2 separate regions of the Hordeum vulgare genome follow, and region 1 is linked to region 2. Evidence: chromatin contacts called from public Hi-C data. All regions are on one chromosome and are shown on one strand. Each heading gives the region's core, a stretch centred on a gene start, on an enhancer-like site or on the middle of the called end of the contact. The rest is flanking DNA. Distances are from core to core; before and after follow the strand shown. Region 1 holds the start of LOC123427565 (zinc transporter 7-like). Region 2 holds the start of LOC123408285.

The links. A called contact is a pair of places that touch in the nucleus more often than the background predicts.
Region 1: a Hi-C map of leaf shows a contact between it and region 2, with 3 times the contacts expected there. The contact joins the promoter of LOC123427565 here to the promoter of LOC123408285 in region 2. A contact is called at or near these places in 2 of 6 Hi-C or Micro-C datasets (leaf and seedling).

The regions. Positions count from the first base shown.
Region 1 is chr1H:151,789,879-151,794,878 of MorexV3_pseudomolecules_assembly, reverse strand. LOC123427565 (zinc transporter 7-like) reads left to right here and starts at 3,553. Exons shown (of 4, transcript XM_045111649.1): 1 at 3,553-3,815; 2 at 3,891-4,534; 3 at 4,619-4,768. The coding sequence starts at 3,755.
Region 2 is chr1H:150,960,937-150,965,671 of MorexV3_pseudomolecules_assembly, reverse strand. LOC123408285 reads right to left here and starts at 1,333. Exons shown (of 3, transcript XM_045101428.1): 1 at 1,226-1,333; 2 at 282-1,125; 3 at 1-172. The coding sequence starts at 1,021. The coding sequence ends at 37.

The DNA of each region.
Region 1 (5,000 bases), core at 2,304-4,803, 830 kb before region 2:
AAACGGATGTAGGCGCAACACGCAGAACGCCGATCTACCCACGTTTAGGGGCCTCCGGTGAGGTAAAACCCCTAGTCCTGCCTGTGTGACTATATGAGAATCACAATACAAAGGGTGCTCCTTGAGCTGTTCGTGAGGAGGGAGACGGAGCTCCGGCTTCCTGTCTCGCTGCCTCAATGGTGTTCTACGTGGGAGGTGGATTGGGCCGACTATCTGCCCGTGGGGGTGTGTCTCTCTTCTTTCCGTGTCTGTGCGTATGTAAATCTGCCTTCGCCGTCCCTCCCTCGGGAGACTAGGAGGAGGCTTTGTAGTGTAGCCAGGGGGATACAGTGGTAAGGATAGGACATGAGGTGGGGTCCGGCTGGCTGCGGGGCCCGCCGGCTGTCGAGTCTTGTCTGGCGTGGGGCCCGTCGGTCGTGTGCATCGGGAGCTGACGCGCCGAGTCGTCAAGGTGCATGCGCATGGGGGGATCGTGGCTATAGGGTCGCCTCGCCTTGTCAGCGTCGGTGGTGACAGGGGGGCTATAGCCCTGCTTACCCCTCCATCATCACACTGTGGTCATGCCACGTATGTCAACGCGTACTGCTGCCTGGGCGGCCTGGGTACGATTTGTCCCGTCTTGTCTTTCTATGGAGGTACGGTTAAATGGGACGGGAGCCGACCGTCCGGCTGGCGGCGGGCCAGCTGACGGGTCGAATCACGTCAGTCGGCGAGGCATGCATCGCCCAAGCGAGCCGGCTATCGCCAGCCGACTAGGCACGTATTGGCCGAATGGGCCGGCTATCGCCAGCCGGCCATGCACGCATTGGCTGAGTAGGTCGGCTGTCGTCAGACGGCCTGGGAGGGGGGGGGGCAGGCGCCCCATATGTCTTGGAGACGGCTAATCTCCGCTCTTGGTATACACAGGGGTAATATCCTGTGAGTGATCTTTAAAAGAAATACTTCCTAAAAGCATGGTTAATAACATAGTCGGATACTCGCTATAAATCATCGCATCTATAGCTCATCTTATAGCTAACATGTACAATAATTAATTAGAAGAGTCTACTATTTTTTTATTATATGATCGATCTTTTGCTTTAATTAGTGATTTCCTAAAGTAGGAATGGGTCGGTCCAATTCTCACGCTCGGTGGATCGCTGTGCGAATGTCCGACACTTTGACGCGACGAGCGTCAACAAGGATATTTTGGATCTGGCCTTTGTATCGGCAAAATAACTTGTATTTTAGGACCCGGCAACCAAACAGCCATCGTTATGAAGGCTGATGAGCCCAGCCCATACACGAACGCTGACATGGATGGACATTCAAATAAAAACTTTGAACAAAAATTTGAACAGAAGAACATTTTTCTAAATTCAAAACAAAAATTTGCAAATGTCAAACAAAAGAAATAGAAAACGAGAATAAGAAAACGAAGGAAAGGAAAAAATGAAAATGAAAACAATAACATTTTTTGAAAAATAAAAGCATTTTTTGCAGTTATAAACAATTTGTTGAAACAAACATTTTTATAGAACAAGAACTTTTTTAATTTTGAAAACAATTTTTGAACATGAACTTAGTTTGAAAAAGCTAAAATAACCTTAAAATAGAAAAAGGAAAAAGGAAGAAAATAGGAAATAAAGAAAAGGAAAAAAATAAACAGAAGCAAAAAAAAAGACAAAAAGAAACATAAAAATCATTAAAAACAAAAAACCGGTTTAGGAAACCTTGTAGACTGGCCAGTGCGAACCGATTCTATCATCGCAAAACTGGACTGACTAATGTGAACCGGTTCACGAAAAGGTTCCTGAAACTGGCTGCCTCATGAGGAAGTAAGAGGCTGGCCCAATTCTCACACTTGGGGATTGCATGTACGAACGTCCGACACTTTGACATGACGGGCGTCAAATAGGGGAGTCCCTAGTTAGCAAGCGTCCTTTCGGGAGCCTTGCAACGAGCACTTTACGTGTTGGTACTTGGTGCGTTCTCAAGTATCGCCATGTGTCGCATTCTAAGGGTTTCCTTTGAATTTTATTTTTTTATTTTTCGCACGCGTTTTTGGTTTTTTAGATTGTTTTTTTTTTGAAATTTTGGTGTTAGTTTTCTGACGAAATATTTAATACATGTTTTCGCAAAAAACCTGTCTTTTTTTTTTGCGAGAGTCACTATTTTGTTTCTGTGAAAGGCACGATTTTATCTTTGCGAGAGATACGATTTTGCTTCGACAAGAGGAACGGTCGTTCCTTTCGAAAAAGAGAAAAAATAACATGTTTTTTCGTGAGAGGCACAGGTTTGCCATCGGGAGAGGCACGCCCGTGTCTCTCGGAGAGGAAAAAGTAACGTTTTTTTTCATGAGAGACACGATTTTTTTCTGTGAGAGGCACGGTTTTGCCTTCGTGGGAGGCACGGCCGTGCCTCCTGGAAAGAAAAAAAACGCAAAAAACGTGTTTTCTAGTTTTTTATCTTATCGCGAGAGTCATGGTTTTTTGGTCTTTTTTTTAAAAAAAGTTTATGAAAACCTATCAACATGGGATCTAATTTTTAAAGATCTCGACGCGAGAAATCCAACGGTAAAAACGGTTTAAGATTTGAATGTACTGTTTAGGAGATAAAATATTTTAAAAATACAAATCTATAAAAATAGGAAAAAAAAGTTTCAGGTTACCACAAGTAACACACATGCAGTGTGTCATTTATCACAACTTGAAAAAATGGGAGTGATCTTTAAAAGAAATACTCCCTCATAGCATGATTAATAGCATAGACACGTGGTGGACATTGTTATGTCATCTATAATTTATTTTATAATTAACATGTACAATACTTAATAGATTAGAAGTGTGTCTTATTTTTCTATTATATATGGTTCACCTTTTGCTTTAATTAGTGATTTCCTCGAGGAGGAATAGGCCAGTCGGTGGATCGCCTGTGCACGCGACGAGCGTACGTCCGGTCTGGCCTTTGTATCGGCAAAATAACTCGTATGCTAGGACCCGGCAACCAAACAGCCATTGTTATGAAGGCCGATGAGCCCAGCCCATACACGAACGCTGACATGGATGGATCCTGGAACCGCCTAACCTCACTATGTCGACATCGTTTCCCACTGCCCCACGACTCTGTCGCAATGCACCAACCCACGACCAGCTCCAACCTCCGTCATGCTAATCATTCAGACTGACAAAGGGGCCCAAACTGGGAGTATGTCCCGTATTCAAGTCTCTCGACTTGATCACGATCGCGTGTGCCAAGCAGCTGCCTATCCCTGCCGAAGTATTATAACTGCCGAACAGAAGGAGAACGTGGTATACTAACTCCACGCTCGCGGAGCAGGATCTCAGCCGTCCAAAACACGAATCGACGTCTAGCACAGCAGGGATTCGTGCATCCAGTCCACGTACTCACTTCGCCCTCGCGCTTTTCCCCCACCGTGGGCCCGGACCCCACCGGCAGAGCCTCCTGGTCCGCAGCCCAGCGAAACGCGACCTTCTAGCCCAGGTGAAATCGCCACCGTCCGCATTCTGGATCGTTTGCGTTGACGGATCACGTCCGCTCTAGTACCCCGGCTGTTCGGTGCAGTGCCACCATGACGACACACCCTCCCCCTCTTTCTCTCTCACTCGTACCCTGCGCGCTCTTTTACGTGCGAAGATAGCAAGGCATCCACCGCATCAGAAGAAAGAAAGGCCAGGCCAAGAGGTTAAGGGATCGATCTTTTTCCGAGGTTTCTGTCCTCGAGGAATTTAGCACCGCTCGGGATTCTCAGGGCATGATGATCGGTGTAGCAGGCTTCCGCCGGCACGCGGGCCAGCTCTTGAGTAAAAGCAACGGTAATTCAGTTTGCTCTTCGAGGTTTCTTTCAAGCACTTTTGTGGTTGATCCGATCGATGTCAATGGTGGGTTAGGGTTTATTGCGGCGTCCCTGTCCGCGGCAAGCTGCGCGGACGAGGTGGAGAAGGCCGAGGGGGCGGGGTGCCGGGACGACGCGGCGGCGCTGCGGCTCAAGTGGATTGCCATGGCGGCGATACTGGTGTCCGGGGTGATGGGCGTGGGCCTACCGCTTGCCGGGCGGAAGCGGCGGACGGTGGAGACCGGCAGCGCCGTCTTCGTGGCCGCCAAGGCTTTCGCGGCCGGCGTGATCCTGGCCACAGGGTTCGTCCACATGCTGCACGACGCCGAGCACGCGCTCTCCAACCCCTGCCTCCCGGCTGCGCCCTGGCGCCGGTTCCCGTTCCCCGGCTTCGTCGCCATGCTCGCTGCTCTCGCCACGCTGGTGCTCGACGTCCTGGTAACCAGGTTCTACGAGACCAAGCACCGCGCCGAGGTAGCTCGGGTCAAGGCTGACGCCGCTGCCGCACTCGCCGCCGCGTCCACCTCCGCCAGCGACGAAGACATCACTGTGGTCACCGTCGTCCAGAGTGAGCACAAGGCCCCGCTCTTGCAAGCGCACTCCCATTCCCACGCGCAATCGCATGGTCACGAGCTGGTGCAACCACAAGGACGCGAGGGGGAGGTGTCAGAGCACGTGCGCTCCGTCGTGGTATCACAGGTGGTGTAATCTCTTCGTTGGTTTCAATCAATTGTTTGATATAGTTCCCCTCAAAAAAGTATATATTGATTTTGATTCCTGTAGATACTGGAAATGGGGATTGTGTCGCACTCCGTGATCATTGGGCTGTCGCTTGGGGTGTCTCGGAGCCCCTGCGCAATCAGGCCATTGGTGGCAGCGCTCTCATTTCACCAGTTCTTCGAGGGGTTTGCCCTTGGTGGGTGCATCGCGCAGGTGAGGAATTCAGTATGGATTGGTACAATTATGTGGCATGACTGTGTGATGGCTACAAGGAAAATGAAATAGTTCAAATGACCACAACTACTACCGTTTGCACTTTGTAGCGTCTGTTTTTACAATAGGTTAATCCGTTAATGTGGACTTTCATTTTTCACAGTGATTCAGTATTCTGGTGGCCTTGATTTAGGGATAAAGTAACTATACTAAACTGGTGAATTCTAGGAGC
Region 2 (4,735 bases), core at 84-2,583:
ACTCGACATGTCCAAAATTTCCTACCCATTCCAAATTCAGGACCACCGGCAGTCACATCCGCGGCACGCGCAGCTTGGCCACCATATCGACGGACAAGAGCACCAACCAGCCTCCGCCGCCGCGCCAGTTTCCGCCACCGATGCCTCCGTCTCCTCCAACGCGGGCGGAAGACTGCAATTGAAGCCAACATTCGCAGGTCAGGACGACGAGGGACACAGAAAGACCGCGCACGTAATGCAAACCATGTGAGGTAATGCATGCCGAGAAGACGGGCGTGTACCTGCGCGTGCCGGCGACGCCATCGGCGGTGGCGAACCTGACGGACTTCTTGTTCATGCTTGTGCCACTGCCGCACCCCGCGCAGTCATCCCTCACGCACAAACTCCCGCCGGAGTTTCCTGTCGACATCTCTGGCACGGCCGGCAGCCTCGCGGCGGATGAGAGGCGGTGGAACACCCCAGAGGCGTCGTAGTAGAGGTCGCCGACACCGTAAAGCGGGCCGATCTCGCCGGAGTTTTCCAGCTGGATGCTGAAAAGCGAGTCGTTCGAGGTGGCGCTCCATTGGGCGGGGCACGTGGACTGCGTGCGGAACATCGATGAAGGGAGCCTCTTCGTGTCGTACCCAGCGGGCTGCCCCTGCACCATCATCGTCTGGACTGCCGGCGGCAGCGTTGCTGGCATTGACTCGGCGCAAGAGGAAGAACGGTCGTGGTCCGCCGCCGCCTCGACCTGGTACAAGCTCGCGTAGGAGGACGTGGAGGACAAGGAGGACTGCCGGTCAAGGTCGGGCAGGGGAATGCTCTCGAACGAGGAACTGCTGGATAGAGGTGGGGACGACGACGAAGCGGACGACGACCGCAGCGATTCGGCCGGCGTCCAGAAGGAGTCGGAGTGGGAAAGCTTGCGGTCGTGAGTGGCCTCGACGCTGCCGGGGCTGCAGGAGTATGAGGGCAGCCTCATCGGTGCGGGTGCGGGTGCGGGTGCGCGCGCAGAACCGCCGTCCTGGTCCATGACCGCCATGGCTGCGTCACGCGAGGTCGTGATCCTGACTCGCGATGATTAATCGGCTCGTGGAGTCCGTTCTGGATTAACGATGCAGAAGGCGGCGTCGCGACGCCGCAGATCTACACGTACGAGAGAGAAGCAAATCAAATCTCCTCATTTGGAAGGGAGAACAGAAGAAATCAAATCGAAATTGAGAGAACAAATCTCCACACATCCTACCTGCTGTGAAGAGCTAAATGGGCACATATGGGATTGATTGGTCGGAACTCGGCGGTGAGAGGCCGCCAAGGAAAATTCAAGAAATGGAGCTCCGACAAGAGACAACAATAGCCGGCCTCGCTTTTATATGCATGGGAGTTGGGATGGATCAACGGGGAAGAGGACAGACCGTCTATCGCAGGGAAATTTAGGTGCTGCCGTTGGCTGGGAGGCCAACCTACTTTTGGCATGGAAAAAGTGACGTAACAAAACTTGCGATCGACATATATATTCCGGGCATACTCACATATGGGTTTCTCCCGAATAAGATGGTTTTTGTGGTCTACTCTATTTGGAAATCCGGGAATGACGAGTTGTTTCAGAGAAAGGAAAACTCAGCCCTGTTGGTTTTCTGTGCAGCGAAAGCTATTACTAATTGTTTATCAAAGAAAATGAGGATGCATGACCAATTTTTTTTTAATCAAGAGCTTTATATAGATCACCCAGAAGGATTACAATCCTTCATTACACAATCCGTAAGGAAGGATGAAAATAGTTTATCCAAAGACAAACATCTTCTAGAGGTACTACAAAGTTTAGCGCACACATGTACAAGTTCATTTCCTTCTCACAACAGCTCCAAACGCGTGACCGAAACAGACGTGTGCTTTGTCCGTCTTTTATCCGTTTGGATTGACGTGTACGTCCTCTTTTTTAAATGGATCGGCCGCGCGTTTAACGGACGGGTCCAATAAGAGAATTCGAGATTAGGGGGTCCTTGGGCTGTTTATCTATTTTTATGGGACGGACTCATGGGTCGCCCTATAATTGTCATGACTTGGTATATGCTCCAAGGCAAGATGGTAATGATCATGTTTTTTCCTTGGTGTAACCGGTATTGTGTAATCCTATTATCCCTGGTATCTATATAAACGAGATGGCCTTAGCTCATAGGACATGTTAATATCATTACTCATAGGGTTTTAGACCACAATATACGATCTCGAGGTAGATCAACTCTATACTCGATACTCCATCATCAATATAAACAAGAGCAGGTTTTACCTCCATCAAGAGGGCCCAACTATACACCACATTTCGGCTCCACCTACTTCACAAATCGTCCCACCTAGAGTACGGGGGACGAGGCAGTAAACTTCCTAGATAGAAATGGGCTTCACAGCCCACAAACATCTCGCAAAGGGCAACGAAGCCCGAGATATGAAGTATGGATGCACGGGTAAGGTAGTGGAGTTGAATCCCGTAAAATTCTTATAAACCCCTTAAAAAGGGTGAATGGGAAAACCCAAGCGTTGTACGAGGAAGAGAACGAAACATACCCTCTCTTCCTTGCGGGGAGTAGGGAATTTCTCCGCGAAGGCTTCACCGTTTGCGGAAGTCAATCAAGAATGGGAAGGTGCCAGATCTGAGGAAGGAAGATATCCCTGCACCTCTAGGTCACGCAAACAAAGACAAGATACACAACAACTTGCCCGGTCGCCTAGAAGAGAGTCATGAGGGCGTGAGGAGGAGCTTGGAGTGCTCGCCATGTCTCTGTGCTTTCCGATGTTCTTCTCGCCGTTTGGGGAAACAAGGTGTGTTGCTTGAAGCACACTTGGCTTGTTTAATAAGTGGTTTTCCCACTCATGCATGAAGGGACTTTTTGAAAAGATTATTGAAACCGCCTACCTCCTATTGGTGCACAGGAATCAAGGGGTGCCATAAACCCTGCCGCGGAATGGTCAATTTTGTGGGCCATGCAACGCTTCAACAATCGAGAATAGACCGCAAGCCGAACTGGAGTCTGTCGAACATAGGGAAGAGGGGAACTCGCCCCGCAAGTCGAAGACTTTGGACGTGTGAAGATGCTAGATCAAAACCGCGGCATTGGAGACCAGTTCGGGGGCTACCGAGGGAGTCCGGGACTAAGGGGTCCTTGGGCTGCTTACCTATTTGTATGGGCCGGAGTCATGGGTTGTCATATAATTGTCATTGGAGCCCGAATTACAAGACGATGTTGTATCCGGAACGGACTCCTCCGAAGACTTAGTGTATGCTCCAAGGCAAGATGGTAATCCACATGTTTTCTCCTTGGTGTAACCGACATTGTGTAACCCTAGTACTCCTGGTATCTATATAAACCAGAAGGCTTTAGCCCGTAAGACAGGTTAAGATCATTCCAGATAGTGTTTTAGATCGCCATATACGATCTCGAGGTAGATCAACTCTGTACTCGATACTCTATCATAAATATAAACAAGAGCATGACGTAGGGTTTTACCTCCGTCAAGAGGGACCGAACCTGGGTAGACATTGTTCCCTTTTTCTCTTGTTACCTAGCGATCCAAGATCCATAGTTTGGGACCCCCTATGCAAGATCTACCGGTTTTGACACCGACATTGGTACTTCCATTGAGAGTTTCGTTGTGTGATCGCCAAGTGATCGATGGCTTGCCTAATCATCAGCAACAACATGTGTAACAGGGACTTTTTTTGTCCCCGGACAGATCTTCGCGTTCGGCAACGCCATGCTGCATGCTTATCCAACCAGCCGCCTTGGCCGGTTCAGAAACCTTGCTCCCGATCAAGAGATCAGGTTTGAGAACCTAGAGTTCTTTGCTGACTCCCAGGGAGATCTTATTCTGACAAAAATTTCGACTCCCCCTGAAGAGCTCTTGAGCCCCCACGCCCTAACATCGGAGATAGTGGACCATGGCCTCAAGGCTTCCTGGGTTCGGCTCTAGAACTCCAACTAGTCGACATATTTGAATCATCTTTGGATGAGCACTGCCGTGATGCAACTACGAGCACCCTTGGAACCGCGACATTGCGGGTTGAACCCATGTACTCTAAAACACATGGACTCCAAACACGTCGCGATCCTAAATGAGATGCTCGGTCGAATCCAAACCATGGGGATAACGAATGACACACCTTCGCTCTATGATTAGATTGGGCTTAAACCCGGGGTTAGGGAAATTGTTGGGGAACATTGCATGGGAAACAAAAAAAATCCTACGCACACGCAATATCTATCCATGGTGATGATCATCGACGAGAGGGGAGAGTGAATCTACATACCCTTGTAGATAGCTAAGCGGAAGAGTATATAACGCGGTTGATATAATGGAACATCTTCGCGATCCAAATTGCAGCCTGTCCGGTGATCTCATCATGATCCGTCCCGCGATCTCATCAGGATCCGTCCCACAATCTCATCACGGTCCTTCCCGATCTAGTGCAGAACGGACGACACCTCCGCGTTTAGCACACTTACGGCTCGATGACGTCTCCTCCTTCTTGATCCAGCAAGAGAGGAAGGAGAAGTAGATGGGATCTCATGTTGGAAATATGCTCTAGAGGCAATAATAAAATGGTTATTATCATATTTCCTTGTTCATGATAATCGTCTATTGTTCATGCTATAATTATATTAACAGGAAACAGTAATACATGTGTGAATAAATAGATCACAATGTGTCCCTATCAAGCCTCTAGTTGGCTAGCTCGTTAATCAATAGATGATCATGG